Linked DNA regions of Mus musculus: region 2 is linked to region 1. The links are chromatin contacts, called in public promoter capture Hi-C maps. All regions are on one chromosome and are shown on one strand. Each heading gives the region's core, a stretch centred on a gene start, on an enhancer-like site or on the middle of the called end of the contact. The rest is flanking DNA. Distances are from core to core; before and after follow the strand shown. Region 1 overlaps Fxyd5 (FXYD domain-containing ion transport regulator 5). Region 2 has its middle 14 kb from the start of Gm10640.

Region 1 (3,440 bases), core at 101-2,600:
GTAGTGCCCCGATGAGCGATACAGAGACACACAGGACAGAGATATGCAGACTCAGATGACTGCTAGTGGATACTACGTTATGCTTCTTTACAAGCCAAGGGTCGGCTTCATTTGTGAGAAGAGAAAACAGGACTTCATTCATCCTTTTAAGACAGGGTCTCACTGTGTTGCTCAGGCTGGCGTCAAACTCACAATCCTCCTGCTTCAGCCTCCTGAGGCTTGAGGTTATAGGTGTGCCAAGCTGATCAGCAGTTTTTGGGTTTATTTTGTTTTGAGACAGAGGAGCATGTCGACCAAAGATGGCCTTGAATCTGTGTGTGTGTGTGTGTGTGTGTGTGTGTGTGTGTATGTGTGTGTGAGTGCAGAGGCCATGACAGATGGAAGAGAGTTGGATACCCTGGAGCTGGGAGTTTCAGACGATGTGAGTCTCCTTAGATAGATGGTAGGAGCTGGATGTGAGTAACCACTGAACCACCTCTTCCACCTTAACCTTGAACTTCTGACCCTCCTGCCTCTACCTCCCAAGTGCTTAGTTATAGGTATAGGCAGTTAATGCAGCACAGGGAGTCAACCCCATCACATTGTACATGCCAGGCAAGCACAACCGAACCACAGCCCTCTGGACCTGACTTCTTTTATTCACGAGAGCTCTGCGGGTTGCTGTTCTCATTGTGACCAAATACCGGACTGGAATCAATTTCTGGAAGCGTTTATAGCTTAAGAAGAGATCCATGGGTTTAGGAGGTATTGGTGGGCAAAGTGCTTGCTTGAGGACCTGAATTCAGAGGCTCAGCCTGGGTATCTGGGTGACACCCACCCATGCTGAAGAGAGAAAGGAGCCAGCCCAGCTGCATCAGTGTGTGCCAGGTTCAGCAAAGAAGACAGAGTCCTTTGACTCTGAAATACAGTGCAGCCCAACCGAGGAAAACACTCCACGTCTACCTCTGGTGGGGGAGGATGTGTGGTCAAAGAGGCTGAGTAACAAAACAGGAAGTAAGAGAGAAGGGAGGAGACTGGCTGGTCTTTCTATGACAGCACACCCTCCCGAGGGCTAACTGATGGGCAAGCAGAGCTATAACTTCCTAGGTGACCCTAGACTCTGCCTCTCAAAGGCTGCCCACCCTCTCCGTCCCAACCCTGAGTACTAAGGACCCAACATCAAAGACAGACATTGGAGGGACACACCCAAACCACACGCACTAACAGTGGGAAAAGCCAGGGAGACACAGACAGGGAGAGCAGAAGGGGAGGCCTGAGAGGCAGGTGGCTGCCATCTTCTCATGGCCCCGTGCCTTTTTAAACTCTACGCCATCTCCAATTGACTCTAATCCAGGTCCCAGCTTCTCTTGCTCATGTTCTTCCATCTCACGTCCGCCCTTTACCACAGGGATGTTTGCACAGGCTGCTCTGCCCCACCACAGCCCTGCATTTGTTCATCTCAGTGTGTGTGTGTGTGTGTGTGTGTGTGTGTGTGTGTGTGTGTACATGTAGAGATCAGAGGACAATTTCCATGAGTTGGTTTTCTCCTTTTTTAAAACAAAGATTTATTCATTTATCTTATGTATATGGGTGTTTTATCTGCATGTATGTCTGCACACAAGACGAGGGCATTGGATTCCATGGGTCTGCAGTTATAGACAATTATGAGTGTCTATGTGGATGCTGGGAATTAAAACCAGGACCTTCTGAAGAGCAACCACTGAGCAGTCTCTTTAGCCCCTGGTTTTCTCTTTTTGCCCAAAACTCAGGACATCTGGCTCAGCAGCAAACACCTTTACTTGTTGAGCCATCTTGCTGTCCCCCTTCACTGGGAGCTTCCTGAGGTCCAGATTGATCCCCCACCCCCACCCCCCAGCCGGTCTCCAGTGACTATGTGATAATTAGTACTGTTTCCAGCTCATGGGCAAACTGGTTCTTTTTCTTCCAGGTGGGAAGTGTAGGCAGTTGTCTCAATTTTGCCTGAATCGCCACAGGTGAGTGCGGGCCAGCACCCTGATGGGCACCCCAGCTGGAGCCTCCAAACTACACCAACTCACCACCCCCTGCCTCCTCCCTCTACCCCAAGAGCCTACAGAGTGATCAACATGAAAGAATCCTGAAAGGAAGAGGCCACTGGAGGGAGTCAGGCTTAAGGCTAATGGTCTTCCCACCCTGGGGAGAGAGGTCTCCCTAGGCACTGCTGTGGCTGTTCAGATAAATCCACATGGTCTCTCTTCCATGGCCTCTGTCTTCTGTGAATTTGTGACAAAGGAGTGGGAGGAAGAGGCAGGGCTGGACTTGGAACCCTAGGGAGTAGGGTATGGTTGTTACACACTCAGACAACAGGACAATATGATGGGGGATAAGGGGAGGCCTGGTGTGTTCACGGAAGGAGGGTGTGTTTAGGGTCTGTCACGATTAAGAGACAGGACCTCTGTCCAGGAGCCTGGCTTACAGCATACCTTGGTATCGATCAGAGCATGAGTAAGCATGATGTGGGGACCCCGGTGCAGTCACCCCTTTATCTTCACATGGCCAGTCACTCTGCCCCTCAGGATACCTCATGCATAGCTGTGAAAATGCAGCCCACACTCTCAAGCTCTGTCTCCTGCAACAACCCACAAGTTGGGCTTCAGGAGGACTGCTTGCTTAGGGCATGTCCACCAGGGAGGCTGTGGGGCTCGGGGATGGGCTCTGAGCAGAGAGGGCCTGGGAGGAGGGATGGGCTCTAGCAGGCAATTCCTGGAGTTCCTTGGACTCCTCCTTATTGGGAGGGAGCAACCTAGTGCAGCTATGCAGGCCTTTTCAGGCTCAGGGTGCTGTGGGGAAGGATAAGTGTCTTCTCCAAGATTATGGGCAGGGTCACAGCACAGACAAGAGACCAGGTCCCAGGCAGCGGGGCGGGGGGGAGGGGGTTGCATAATGCAGTTGCAAGAACTTCAGGTCAGAGTGAACTGGGGATTACAAAATCATTTCATCAAGCCACAAAGCACGTGGAAATAAGGGGAAAATACGTCACAAGAAAGAAGAGAAGCTCTTGGGTGGGGTGTGCAACTGAACCGCATGCCTTCCCAGTACGAACAGAAGTTTCAGTTTGAACTGAGCATGCCCAGAATCTCACGACTTGTAAGGTGGAGGCAGGAGGATCAGAAGTTCAATGTCCTTGGCTTCATATCTCAAGTTCAAGTCTAGCCTGGGCTACAAGACTTCCTGTCTTAAAAATAACTAAGTAGGTGGGATGTGGTGGTGCCCCAGATCTGGGGGGAGGGGAGGTGCAAAGGCAGCAAGATCTCTGTGAGTTAAGTCCAGCCTATCTATATAGCAAGTTCTAGGCCAGCTAGAGCTACACACATAGTGAGACCCCGTTTCAAAAACAATTTTAAAAAAACGAAACTAAATAAATATTAAAAGAAAGAAAATGTCAGAATGCTTCATATAATAACTAACTCAGCCTGGGAAGA
Region 2 (3,306 bases), core at 124-2,623, 140 kb before region 1:
GTGTAGATGCTAGGGATACAACTCAGGTGTTCAGGCTTGATGACAATTGTCCTTACCTTCTGAGCCATCTCACCAGCCTACTTTATTACTTTTTAAAAGAATTATTTGTGCGTGTATGCACACAGCTGAGAATGGCAAGCACCCCCACAGACGTGGCTGGTCTGTTATGGTGATGCCTGTAAGACCATGTTTTATGGTTCTGTAATAGATTGCCATACATATAGCTGATTAAGACAGCACCCATTCACTTAGTTAGTTAGTTAGTTAGTTAGTTAGTTAGTTAGTTAGTTAGTTAGTTTTGTCTTTGTGTGTGTGAGAGAGAGTGAGATAGAGACAGAGAGACACAGAGAAAGCAAATGCATGCTATGAAGTTCAGAAGATAATCTTGGGGAAACAACACTCACTTAGCATTCAACAGTTTTTTGGGAGGTGGTGTTGGTGTTGTTGTTGGTGTTGTTGGTGTTGTTGTTTTGTCTTGCAACTGTAATTCTACTTTCTTTTATAAAAATAAATTTGGAGTTTAAATTGCTCCAAAAGCCGTAAAAAATGAAGTGAAAGACAAGAAGAAGCTTGTGAGGTGGTGGGGCGAGGAGGAAAGAGCAGAGGGTCTTAAGAACTTCAGATTGTACTAGTACAAACTGAGGTGGCATGCGTGGGTGGAGCATTGGGATGGGTCGAGCTGGAGAGATGGCTCGACGGCTAGGAGCACTCACTTCTTTTTCTGTGGATCTGCGTTTGGTTCTCTGCGCCCATATGATGGCTCACAGCCATCTGTAACTCCAGCTCCGGGGGAATCAATACCCGTTTCTAGTCCTCCGTGGGTATGTACACACACAGAGAGAGAGCATGCACTCACACATATGTAAATAATGTTTTAATTGGCACAGCTTGGATGAGCTCTCCTATTATATTATTATAAGGGTTATTATAAGGCCAATGTCAAGGTGTAGTCCATCTGGGCTTGGGGAGGAGTGGGGAAGGAGAACCCTACAAAGTTTCCAAAGAGCACTGCGGGGAGCGGAGCGGCTTGAATTAGCGTTTCCTCCAGGAGCTGCTAGGGCTATTCTGACCACTAGAGGGCACAAGAACCACGATCCCTGTTGCCCTTAGTGCCTCCTTTCTGCCGCTGTAAAGCAGAGACTGATTCCAGACCTTCAATATCCGTGCATTGACTCTCCGGCATTTCCTGTGCACAAGAAAAGAACACCTAAATTCAGTGGCTCTAAACCTCGACTATGTGTGAAAGGGACTGGAGTTTTTTAAAACCTGTTTCTGGCCAGAAGAGATGGCTTAGTAGTTAAGAACACTTACTGCTCTTGTAGAAGACTCGGGTACAGTTCCCCGCACCCACACGGCAGCTCATTACTGACTGTAGCTCCAGTTCCAGATGATCCAACTCCCTCTTCTGCCCTCTATCAGTACTCGTATGTATAAACTTATGCACAAACATATTTGCTTAATCTTTATTTTTCCTGATTCAAAGCCAAATGTGGCCATGCATGCAAGGAGGCTGAAGCGGAAGGGTCACAATGAGCTCAAGACCAGCATGGAGTACAGAGATCGCTGTATCTCAGTCTTCACTCCTTCATCTCCCAGCCTCAGCCCCTGTCCTGTTTAAAGTCACGTCATTCTAAAGCAGAAAGGAAGATGATTTGGGGGGGAGAAAGGGAACCAGAAAGGGGGCATAGGCACGATGGGGGTGTGCAAGAAGGGAGGGCATGATTAAAAACAAATTATAAAGAATCAGGCATATCATGAAAAAACAATAACAAACCCTATCACTTTGTGTGCTAACCTTCAAAGTTAACTCAGCCAGACGTGGTGATGAACATCTTTAATCAGTGCAACTTGGGAGGCAGAACCAGGCAGATATGCCCTTCACATGCCCAGGATCCATGTGAAAGGCTCAGTGTAGACTGTAACTCTAGCACTAGGCTGACCTTGAACTCACAGAAGCCCACCTGCTTCTGCCTCCCAAATGCTAAAATTAAAGGCATGCACAACCAGGCCCGGCTGGAGTCTGGCACTTTGGGTGCTAGACTGCTGCCCAGTGAGGCTCTGGGATCAATCTGGCTCTGAGTTCCAAGCCAACCTGGTCTTACATAGCAAGTTCCAAGACCTATGTAGTAGGACCTACCTCAAGAAAATAAAATTTAAAGTAATTAATTTTTTTTAAAAAATTCCCAATTCCTGAGCACCTGCCTCCAAAGACTATGGTTTTTCCTGGTCTAGAGTGTGAGGAAATTATTATTTATTGTTCTTATTATATGAGACAGAGTGTCTATACTTAACCCTGATGATAGTACATGCTTTTGATCCCAGCACTCAGGAGGCAGAGGCAGGCAGATCTCTGAGGCCAAGGCCAGCCTCATCTACAGAGTGAATACCAGGACAGCCAGGGCTACACAGAGCAAGTCTGTCTCCAATCACAATAGAAAGGGAAAAAGTAAACGTGTTTTTATGATTGAAATATGGCTCAGTTAATGAAGTGCCCAGGATTCATGTGAAAGGCTCAGTGTAGACCTGTAACTCTAACACTAGGCTGGCCTTGAACTCACAGAAACCCACCTGCTTCTGCCTCCCAAATGCTAAAATTAAAGGCATTAACCGCCAGGCCTGGCTGGAGTCTGGCATTTTGGGTGCTAGACTGCTGCCCAGTGAGGCTCTGGGATCAGTCTCTTTCTCTATCCCTAGGGCCATGGCTTCAGACAGGCATCACCACGCCCAGGTTTTTCCACAGTGCTGGGGATGCAAGCTCAGGTCCGAATGCTTGTGCAGCAAGCACTTTACACACTGATCACTTTTCAGCCCTAAGAGTGTGTGTGTGTGTGTGTGTGTGTGTGTGTCCTCCAACTCTGAATACAGTTGCAATGCCAACTACATTTTTCGTGACTACAGGGAACATTTGGACCATGGTGTCATTTCTCCAACTACCCTCCCCAACTGATATCCTACAATTCTTATTGAATTAACTTTCAGTGGCTGTATCCTGACTAGGTCTCCCCTCACGCACCTTCTTAGCTGCTTCTCCTCTGGCCTGCAGCTGTGGTATCTCTGCTCTTCTGCTCCTCCCTGAAGCACTGGGATGTCCCTTTACCACCATGTTGCATCATTCTCCATTTCTGTCACATGGGATCAACTCAAAAAACAAAAATCTTGCCCCAGAGGGAATAGCTGGTGAGGCAGCTTGCTGTAAAAGGACTTGCTGAGCAAGCCTGAGAACTCGAGTTCAAGCCCCAGGACCCACGGAAGAGGAAGGCAAGAACCAACTGCACAAAGTTGCCTTCTGAAGGGGGCTGGACAGTG

The links. Capture Hi-C pulls out chosen DNA fragments and counts their contacts.
Region 2: a promoter capture Hi-C map of adipose tissue shows a contact between it and region 1. The contact joins two enhancer-like sites. A contact is called at or near these places in 2 of 39 promoter capture datasets (the C10 cell line and cranial neural crest), 6 of 484 Hi-C or Micro-C datasets (CD4 T cells, CD8 T cells, double positive thymocytes and 2 more), 3 of 115 datasets of contacts at active chromatin or transcription factors (bone marrow-derived macrophages, embryonic stem cells and regulatory T cells) and 4 of 9 other capture datasets (adipose tissue, embryonic stem cells, liver and 1 more).

What each region holds. Positions count from the first base shown.
Region 1 is chr7:31,031,506-31,034,945 of GRCm38.p6, reverse strand. It overlaps Fxyd5 (FXYD domain-containing ion transport regulator 5), which reads left to right. Exons shown (of 9, transcript NM_008761.4): 9 at 1,928-2,223. The coding sequence ends at 1,977. Among named protein-coding and RNA genes, the nearest start is that of Gm38984, 3.6 kb to the left of the region's middle. Within about 2 kb of position 1,350, at least 85 of the 459 cell types and tissues checked have an H3K27ac peak or open chromatin away from gene starts, as enhancers often do. A contact at or near this core is called in adipose tissue, where this site is marked.
Region 2 is chr7:31,175,143-31,178,448 of GRCm38.p6, reverse strand. No RefSeq gene overlaps it. Among named protein-coding and RNA genes, the nearest start is that of Gm10640, 14 kb to the right of the region's middle. Within about 2 kb of position 1,373, at least 31 of the 459 cell types and tissues checked have an H3K27ac peak or open chromatin away from gene starts, as enhancers often do. A contact at or near this core is called in adipose tissue, where this site is marked.